2 separate regions of the Zea mays genome follow, and region 1 is linked to region 2. A link is a contact called in public Hi-C data. All regions are on one chromosome and are shown on one strand. The core of a region is the stretch at or near the end of the contact, and the rest is flanking DNA. Distances in the headings are between cores, read along the strand shown. Region 1 holds the start of LOC103644295 (translocase of chloroplast 159, chloroplastic). Region 2 holds the start of LOC100276694.

Region 1 (4,963 bases), core at 1,397-3,896, 170 kb after region 2:
GAAGGATGTCAACGCGAGGCGCAGGCCTAGGGGGATCGTCGTCCTCCGGCATACCAAGGTGGTTGCCTTCGTCGAGACCCCCTAGATCGACGTGGAAACATTCGCGACTTGGGCCACAGTCCTCGTCGTCAAGGCTGTGGCCACCATCGGAGCAATCGGAGAGGCAGTAGTCGCATGCGGTCATGAAGTCTCGCATGGCACTGGGGTTACCGAGCCCGGAGAAATCCCAACCAGAGTCGGGCTCGTCATCTTCCTCGGAGCCCGGGGGCCCGTAGGTCGAGACGACCGTCAGTCGGTCCCAGGTTGACCACATATGGTACCCCAGAAGGTTAGGATATGCCTTTATGAAAGCGTCCACCGAAGCGGGGTCGCTTGGTGGGTCGAAGCTGAATCTAAAAGGCACAGGGTGGAAAACGGACGGTACCTCCTGATCGATGGACGGTGACGAAGTCGTGTCGGGGATGAACTGCACCGTTATCTTAGGTACGAGGCTAACGCCCAGCAAGTCCTTCGCGAGCGTCCTGGCGTCATCTGTCTGCTTAGGGTGGCGTGTTGCGGGGAAACAACGCTCGTCGTCGTCTCAGGCGCGAGGTCAACACCAGACGTGTCCCCCGCGGGGGCGCCGGCGCCGTCGACTCGCACGACGACCGACGAGGTGCCACCTCCTATTTGGCCACGGTTGCCCCGCCTCCTTCTCCTGCGGCGAGGAAGGTGGCGGGACAGACCTGGATGTTGCTCTTCCGTCATGGGGGGAAGACGTCGTCGAGTTCGCCGCCACCGGGCGGGTTGACGGCCGCCATTGTCGCTGTCGCGCGGCGGAGGAAGGAGTACCATGTCGTAGCTGCCGTCGAGGGACATGAACTCGAGACTCCCGAAACGGAGCAGCGTACCGGGCTGAAGAGGTTGCTGGAGACTACCCATCTGGAGCTTGACGGGAAGTTGTTCGTCAACACGCAGCAGACCCCTACCTGGCGCGCCAACTGTCGGCGTTTCGACCCCGGGGGTCCCTGGACCGACGAGTAAATTGTCGTTGCGTGTCCCAGCCTAGATGGGTCGGCGCGAGATGGAACACAAGGGGGGAAAAGGGAACCGCGACTCGTGTTATCCTGCGCCCAGGGCAGATGCGCTTGCAGTAGGGGGTTATAAGCGTTCGCGAGAGAGGGAGAGAGCCTGTTCGTCAGCCCGTCCTCCCGCGCGGCCACCTTCTCGTACGAGGGCCCTGGACCTTCCTTTTATAGATGTAAGGAGAGGGTCCAGGTGTACAATGGGGGGTGTAGCAATATGCTAACGTGTCCGGCAAAGAGGAGCCAGAGCCCTATGTACATGCTGACGTGGCTGTCGGAGAGGTGCTAGTGCCATGTGCATGTGATGTCGTGGTCGTCGGAGGAGCGCTTAAGCCCTGTAGAAGCACAGCTGTCGGGGCTGTCGGGACCTTGCTGACGTCTCCTTGCTTCCGTAGGGGGCTGAGAACCGCCGTCGTCATGGGAGCACGCGGGGTGCCATCATTACTTGTTTACCGGGGCGAGCCAGATGAGACGCCGGTCTTGTTCCCTGTAGCCTGAACTAGCTAGGGGTAGGGTAATGATGTACCCCTATAGCGTGGTCGGTCCGAGCCCTGGGGTCGGGCGAGGCAGAGATTCCTCCGAGGTCGAGGTTGAGGCCGAGCCCTGGGGTCGGGCGAGGCGGAGACCGTCTTCCGAGGTCGAGGTTGAGGCCGAGCCATGGGGTCGGGTGAGGCGGAGACCGTCTTCCGAGGTCGAGGTTGAGGCCGAGCCCTGGGGTCGGGCGAGGCGGAGACCGTCTTCCGAGGTCGAGGCGGGGGCCGAGCCCTGGGGTCGGGCGAGGCGGAGCTTCCTATGGCGCCTGAGGCTGGACTTGGCTGCTGTCAGCCTCACCCCGGCGGGTGGCACAACAGTCGGAGCAGGGCAGGCGGCGCTGTTTTCCTGTCAGGTCAGTCAGTGGTGGGGCGAAGTGACTACGGTCACTTCGGCCCTGCCGACTGAGGAACGCGCGTCAGGATAAGGTGTCAGGCGATCCTTGCATTGAATGCTCCTGCGATACGGTCGGTTGGCGAGGCGATCTGGCCAAGGTTGCTTCACTGCGAAGCCTGCCCGAGCTGGGCCTCGGGCGAGTCGAAGGTGCGCCCGTTGCTTGAGGAGGCCCTCGGGCGAGGCGTGAATCTGCCTGGGTCTACTGTTGCTGCCCGAGGCTGGGCTCGGGCGAGGCGAGATCGTGTCCCTTGAGTGGACGTAGCCTTGACCTGAATTGCGCACATCAGGCTTTTGCAGCTTGTGCTGATGGTGATTACCAGCCGAGTTTAGTAGTCTCGGGGTATCCCTAATTATGGTTCCCGACATATATGGACCGGTCTGGCACATTAAGACATTTTGGGATATTTGGGTCGGCCTGGCACACATAACTAATTGTAGGTCGTGCCGTGGACCGATGACAAGGCACACGTGCTGACAAAGCACGGTCCATAATTAAATATATGCTTTTGTGTGCCGTGCCTTTATGGACTGTACTTTTGTGGGCCCGTGTCGTGTTGGACAGACCGGTCCACCACACCTACGCGGCCACGCCCCACCCAACCGAATCGGCATCCACCCTCACGCCTCGCTGCTACTTCCCCCTCCAGTTCCCGCAAAAAAATAAACAAAAAATCATTTCTTTAATCAGAGAGAAACCAGCGGAGCCGACGCTTTCGAATCCAAAATTTTTACTAGGACTCGGCGAGCTCGCCTACCGCGCCGCCATGGCGCTGCTGGTGCGCGCGCGGCTCTCCTCGCTGGACGACGACGAAGACGACTGGGCCTCGGCATCCTCGCTCTCCTCGGCCGCCTCCTCCCCGCCGCTCTCGCCCGCCGCCGCCTCCCCTCCGCCGCGTGCAGCGGTGCTCGCCGCCCCGCGGGTCGCGGCGCAGCTCTCGTCCACGGAGGAGGACGTCAGCGAGCCCTTCGACGGTACCTCCAGCTCCGGCGACGACGCCGACCTGGACGAGGAAGTGTCCAACGGCTTCTTCTTCAGCGTCGCCAGGGTACCGCCGCCCGAGGACCTTAGCACGGTCCCCGGCGGCGAGGCGGCGAGGGCTGTTTCTGGGGCGGAGCCCGAGGGAGGGGACGGCTGGGGCACTGCGGAGGAGCCGCTGGAGGACAGCTTGGTGAGCGCCGAGAGCGTCTTCGAAGCGCTCGATGCCGGCGTCATTGCGGATGGCGACGGTACGGGCGCCGAGGGTTCTCTGGGTGGTAGCTTCCTCATTTCCGGGAGCTTCATTGGCACGCAGAACGGCAAGGAGGCTGCTGCGTCAGGTGATTTCGTGCTCGTTTCAGATGGTGCTGTGCTGAAGGATGATGACAAGCAGGGGGAGGAGGTTGGCAATGACGCTGCGTCTGAGCCTTTAATGATGCATGTTGCCGGTGTCGATGACCTGGGCACCGTGGATGTTTTGGAGGGGATGCTTGATCGTGAGGTTGCTGAATTGCTTCCTATTCCCAGTGCTACAGAAGGAGATGGTGCTGGTGCTGAAATTCACAGCAGTGAGTCCGATGCAGAAGCTAGTACAACCAATGTTGATGCTAGTCCTGATTATGCTGCCACACGAGATGTCACATCTGATGTCGCGCGAGTTCATGGTAAAGTTGATGACCCAGACTCCATTGCAGACGATGGTCATGATAAGGTAGATGAGGAAGCTGATGGTGACCATGAAGCTTCTGATGACCTTAAATTCATGCCGATCTCTTCAAGTGAGGATGCTGTGGAACTTGCAAAAGAATTGGAGGACAACATGCCTACTTCCAAAGGCATGCACTTTGGTGTGGATGACTCAGATGATGTGGAGATCTATGGTGATGATGAATTTGTAGAGGGGATGGATGGAAAGGAGATCGAGCTTTTTGATTATGCAGCTTTAATCAAGCTTCTAAGGGCTGCAAGCAGCTCACCTGAACAAGGCAAGGCTAAGGTTTTCCCAGTTGAATCTTCCGAACCCAGGCGTCTGCCTCCTACTGTAGCAAGCAATACTAGGACGAGTGTGGCTTCTGCTCCTGTGCCAGAAGTAACTGCTGACCTTGAGAAAGAGATGACAGATGAGGAAAATAAGATATACAGAAAGGTGGACATGGCACGAATCAAGTACATGCGTCTTGTTCATAGATTGGGGTATGATATTAACCATCAGGTACCAGTACAAGTGTTGTATCGGCTTAGTCTTGTTGAAGGTTTTAAGCGCGGAAGGATGACAAACCATTCCTCAGAGACCGAGAATGCCTGGAAGAGGGCTTTGCAGCATGAGGCAGAGGCAATTGATGACCTTGAATTCTCCTGCAATGTTTTGGTCCTTGGGAAGACTGGAGTGGGGAAGAGTGCAACAATAAATTCCATCTTCGGGGAAGATAAATGCAAAACAAATGCTTTTCTACCGGCAACATCATCTGTGAAGGAGATTACTGGAGTTGTTGATGGTGTTAAGTTTCGTGTCATTGACACCCCTGGGCTTGGGACTTCGTCCAAGGATGAAAAATCAAATAGGAAAGTTCTCAATGCTGTCAAGAAGTATATGACGAGATGCCCTCCAGATATTATTCTGTATGTTGATAGGCTTGATACCCAGCGAGAGGAGGCAAATAGCCTATTCCTCTTGCGAAGCATTACCAGTGTGCTAGGCCTGTCAATATGGCCCAGAACAATTATTACTCTCAGTCACTCAGGAGGTGCCCCCCCAGAAGGCCCTAATGGTTCGGAGGTGAACTATGATATTCTTGTGACTCATCGAACTCGTGCAATTCAGCAAAGCATCCGGCAGATAACTAATGATCCTCAAATTGAGAATCCAGTGGCTCTTGTGGAGAATCATCATCTGTGTCGGAGGAATGCAGAAGGTGAAAAGGTCCTTCCTGATGGCCTTATTTGGAGGCGGTTCCTCCTCCTCCTATGCTACTCACTGAAGTTGATTGCTGAGATC
Region 2 (4,944 bases), core at 282-2,781:
TTCAATAAGTAAGTAGTGCAAGCAAAACCTAGTTGCAGAAACTGGCTCTCTGGACATATGACTACATACAGGCTGATGTGTTTAACATAAACTCTGTCCACATCGGACCGATCCATCATAGTGCAAGTCAGGATGCAGCTTGTCAGCAAAAGTATTACAACAAGAATCTTAATTTATAATATGACCTGAACATAGGTGGTGCAAGCCCCAAACTGGAACATATGGTGCGGAAAAACAGCACTGAAGTACCTTCTCAAGGCTGTAATGCTGCCTCCTCTTCATCTTCCTGGCCTCCGACATTTCCTGGCACAGTCCAGCCCGTCCGTCAACCTAAGCTCGGGGACATACAAAGGCGCTTCGGAGCACAAACGAGCAATTAAGAGATACCTTGGCCGCGAGGCGCTTCTCCTTGGGGGTAACCGGGGTCTTCTTCCTCGCGACAACTTCGCCGGCGCCGCCATGGGCCGTGTAGCCGCCGGCGGCCGAGTGGCTCTTCCGCTTCGCTCCGTCCCCGCCTCCCTTGACTTGCTTCCGAGGCTTTGCCTTCCCTTCCGCGTGCTCGCGCTTGCGCTTCTTCGCTCCCTGGAGACCGCCGCCTGCCATCGCGCGCGCCCCTCGTTGCTCCGCTCTGGCGACGCAGGAGGACGATGAAAGGGTTTCCCACCAGACCCGACATGCCCTATCTAGGGTTTATGCGAGCTCGCCCGCCCGTGGGCTGGTACTGGGCCTAATCAGCGGTACGCTATTCGGTTTCGGGCCGTGGCGCCTGCAGACGCGTCCAGGCCCACCAACCGAGAGGCCCACCGCCGGGTCCACGACGCTTCCAGCAGCTTCGCGCGGGCCCAGCCCAGCTGGACGGTCAAAGCGCGCGAGGGGCAGTTCCGTCAATTCGTCGAGGGCGGGGAAATTTAGGGTTTTCCCGCGGCGGACAGCGCGGGCCTGCACTCCTGCCGCCAGCCCCGGCCCGCACTGGATCGGCTGGCACGGTGCGAACAGCGGACAGCGGCGGACGTTTCCCGGGACGCTGTTGCGTGCGCCGAGCCGCGCCTCCTCTTTTTGGGTCGTAGTGTCGGTCCGGGCCGGATCTGGTGCGGCGCGGCCGCGCGTGGTCGCCCGTGTGGCTGGCCGCATCGAAAGTTGCACTGGTGAGGAACCTGGGCTTGGGAGAGTATGGAGCAGAAGTGCCGCCGCCACCCTCTGGTAGCTGGGGCCAGGTATGGCTATTGCCTAGTAGACTGTAGACCTGTGGCTTTACTTGGAACACCAGAACTGATTGCGTGGTTTGAACAGATTGCCCGAGCTGGAGCTGAAGCTGCTGCTGCTCAGCCGTGGCGCACACACAAACATTCAGCCCAAAATTTCGCTCCACGGATTTCCGTTTTCCCTCCACGGCCGCGCCCCTCTTTCCCTCCTCCATTTTTGAGATCAAACCCTCGGACAGCGCCCCTTTTTCTTCTCTCCCCACCCCCTCTCACCCCCAACCCACCCCACTCCACTCCACCCGCGCACAACAGATCGCACGCCTCGGTTCCCTCCACTCGACGCTTCTCCCGCTCCTAACCCCTAGTACCTTCGCTCGCTCTGCCGCCCCCGCCGACGACGCGCCAGATCCGCGCAGCAGTGGTGTCCTCCGCGGCGGATCGAGCTCCCGATCCGCGCAGTGGGAGTGGCGGCGAGCGCAGGAGCGCTCGGCCGGGGGTTCCGCGAGGCTGGAGACGGAGGAGGAAGGGAGCGGTAGTTCCGCGGTGGTAGATCCGCCGGTCCTGTCGCCGGAGATGGACTCATCCGTCGAGAAGGTGAGCTCCGATCCGCGGTCTCTTCTCCCGATCTGTGCCCCGATGATTGGTTGGTGCGGGTCTTAATTAGCCGCGGCTGCTTGTTTCCGTCCTGTGTCGCAGCAGGGGAGCGTGGCGCTGGATCCGGACGAGCGCGCGCCGGCGTCCGGCGAAACCAAGGCCTGCACCGAGTGCCACACCACCAAGACCCCGCTCTGGCGCGGGGGGCCCTGCGGACCCATGGTGAGCAGCGCAGTCCCGATCTCGCTCCCCGGAACCCTAGCGCGGCTCCGGGTGCCCTTTTCGTCCCCGATCTGTGCCGTCCTGCTCTAACCAGCTCCCGATCTGTGACCGCAGTCGCTGTGCAACGCGTGCGGGATCCGGTACCGGAAGAAGAGACGGGAGGCCATGGGCCTCGAGTCCAGCAGCAAGGCCGCCACCGCCGGCGGCAGCGAGCACCAGCAGCAGCAGCGGAAGAAGAAGGCCACCGCGGCGGCGGCCGCCGCCTCCTCCAAGCGGGAGCGGGAGCGTGAGCGGGAGCGGAACAAGGAGGCGGACGAGGTCACCGTGGAGCTCCGCGCGGTGGGGTTCGGCAAGGAGGTGGTGCTGAAGCAGCGGCGGCGGATGCGGCGGAGGCGCCGCCTGGGCGAGGAGGAGCGCGCGGCCATCCTGCTCATGGCGCTCTCCTCCGGCGTCGTGTACGCCTGACTTGGCTAGCAACCGCGCCGGCCCCCGAGACGCCGCGCCCAAAGGCGGCGAAAGGAGAGGAGGGCCCGATTCGCTGGACGTGCGGCATGATCTGAGCCCCAGACAGATCCGTCCGTCTGGATCTATGCTAAGTTTTCCCGGCTAAGTAGTAGCTCGTCGGTTCGAACAAGGCGAGTTAATAATCCGTGTCCGCGCTAGGCTAGCAGCTCTGTTCCTCTCTCCCCCTCCCGTTGCTTGCTGTGTTCTTGCCACCGCCTCCTCTAGTTGTAATCCTGCCGCTAGTAGTGTGCTAGTAGTAGCTGTCCTGCTGTAACCTTCTCTTGCAATGTAAGGAGAGATTATATGGTTGGTCATTCTTGCAATCCTAACGCTAGTCCTGTGCTCTTGCTGGATCTGGGCGTGCTTTTGGTGGAGATGCCCGGGTGCTTTCCAGCTACCAGCACAGCGCGCTCTCGAATCGCGTCAATCTGATTCGAACTTGCTTGGTTTTCGAAAGTTGAAGCCTTCAACCTCGCGGATCTGGGCACGCGAAATGGTCAGCGGCAGGCCAGCATTGGGCAAGCACGCACGCACCCAGCCGCGGCGAGTCGGTGGCTGTTTCCTGAAAGGGAAGTCGCGTTCCAAACACTCGCGGCAGCTTTGCAATCACCTGTTGCTTCTCTCGTCGTCGTCTTTATTTTACCATAGCTGGAGAAGCCGGCCCTGACTGAAGTGGTGGGTGCCGGAAAGTTCCAGAAGGATTTTTCCTCTTCCGGCAAGGGAGGGATTGCATCATTCCGCGCTCTCCCGGTCCCGGCCGCCATGTTTGTTCCTTTGTCCTGGCCAGGTCATTCGATTCGATGGAAACAGACGATGATGGCCCGGTCCGCGGGGGTCTTGTGATCCTGGTTGTTTGTTGGGGCTGTTCTTGTTGATTGATGATGATGATGATGGTGATGATTCTTGCCCATGGTCTGGGTTTCCCTCCTGTGTTGTGTCCGCCCCCAAACAGCGGCCGGCCGGTCGATCGACATCGACAGCGACGGCGCTGGTGGTGCGTGCGATGACGACATCCATGGTAAGCATCGTGGCGCTCGTTTCGGGAAGCGAAGCGAAGCAAAGCCACGCCCACGGCTGCTTGCTTTCGTTCGTTCGTCCGTCCTTTGGATGCTACTACTGATGGTTGGGTTGATGTCACGCGCACACGCACGCACGAAATCACGCAATCACGCCGACGGAAAGGACGGAGGCGAGGACTGGACTGTGCTGTGGCAGGCGGACACATGGCTGCAGGGTGCCGCCGCGTGGCACGGCTGGGGCAGTCATGGCATGGGCGAACTCTGCCCCTCCCATGCTCCGTCCATGATCCATGGCCGTGCCGTGCTGTGCGGTGGCTCCATTCTCCAACAGGCCACAGCTACCACGTTCCGCCTGTGCTGTGGGGCTCCGTCTCACGCAGCTACCACGACCCTCCCGGTTCTGCCACCATGGGTGTCACTGTCAGCACTGCTGACGGTCACACAACACTAGACAAATGCACTACTACGCCCATGTGATTGTGAAGGCCCAAGAGGAGCGCAAGGCCTGCCAGAATCAGGATGTGTTTGTACCAAAAAATTTAGAATCGGGTATAACAACAGTATAGATTCTTAAAAAAATCTACGTATTTCTCTAGTTCAATTCAGCATCATCTTCTATTTTAGATTTTCTATATTCTTGTCATCCATATTACATGTTGTCATTCTCTTAAAAAATCTATAGTTGACAAATGTTTTAACCAAACAAATTTCAGTTTCTTCTCAATCGTCACCTCACAACATCTTTCTCACAACTTGTAGCTAGAATCAAATTTTCAAAAAAATACAGCTAAACCAAACAAACACTCGGCTATGAAGTACATTGTGTGTGTGTGGTGGATAGAGTTGGAAATTAAGTTTGAGGCGGGTGAGCCGAGCCGAGCTAGTTTTTTTTGGACTTATTACTACAGTGAGCTAAGCCGAGCTAGATCGCGAGCTATGCCAATTGAACGAAATTAATCAATCTATAGAATAATGATAGATATTGTATCATTCTGTAGATACCCCGGTGGCCCTCCGTTGCCTCCAAACTCTAACCCCCTCAGCATCCCCCCTAGCCGGTCTGAATGGTGTGTACTCGCCTCCAGCGAGCAGCTCCGACCTCGCCGAGCATGCCAGCGCCCTCTCCAACTCGGAGCGAAAGTGTCGGGTGAATTCTGAGCTCCCCCCAACGTATTTTACGATGCAGATCCGGTAGCATCTTCCCCAACCTTCCTCCCCTCCTTCAACCTCATGTCTAAAACGCTTGATGCTTTGATGTGACGTTTCCTTAAAAGCTTCCAAAGTGTTGTTCACCCACACTCTATTGTCGTCGAGCAGACAACATCGTCTAATTCTCACTAGATCACCTCTCCCCTCACTACTCTCCCAAGTTTGTTAGCGACATGTTAAATTTCTTGTTGTTC

The links. A called contact is a pair of places that touch in the nucleus more often than the background predicts.
Region 1: a contact with region 2 is called in a Hi-C map of leaf mesophyll, with 1.9 times the contacts expected there. The contact joins the promoter of LOC103644295 here to the promoter of LOC100276694 in region 2. A contact is called at or near these places in 9 of 25 Hi-C or Micro-C datasets (bundle sheath, ear, endosperm and 4 more).

What each region holds. Positions count from the first base shown.
Region 1 is chr1:302,927,966-302,932,928 of Zm-B73-REFERENCE-NAM-5.0, forward strand. It overlaps LOC103644295 (translocase of chloroplast 159, chloroplastic), which reads left to right and starts at 2,647. Exons shown (of 2, transcript XM_008667502.3): 1 at 2,647-4,963. The coding sequence starts at 2,756.
Region 2 is chr1:302,757,521-302,762,464 of Zm-B73-REFERENCE-NAM-5.0, forward strand. It overlaps LOC100276694, which reads left to right and starts at 1,532. Exons shown (of 3, transcript NM_001374068.1): 1 at 1,532-1,796; 2 at 1,902-2,018; 3 at 2,133-2,836. The coding sequence starts at 1,776. The coding sequence ends at 2,483. LOC100191998 reads right to left here and starts at 684. Exons shown (of 17, transcript NM_001137422.1): 1 at 388-684; 2 at 250-303. The coding sequence starts at 603.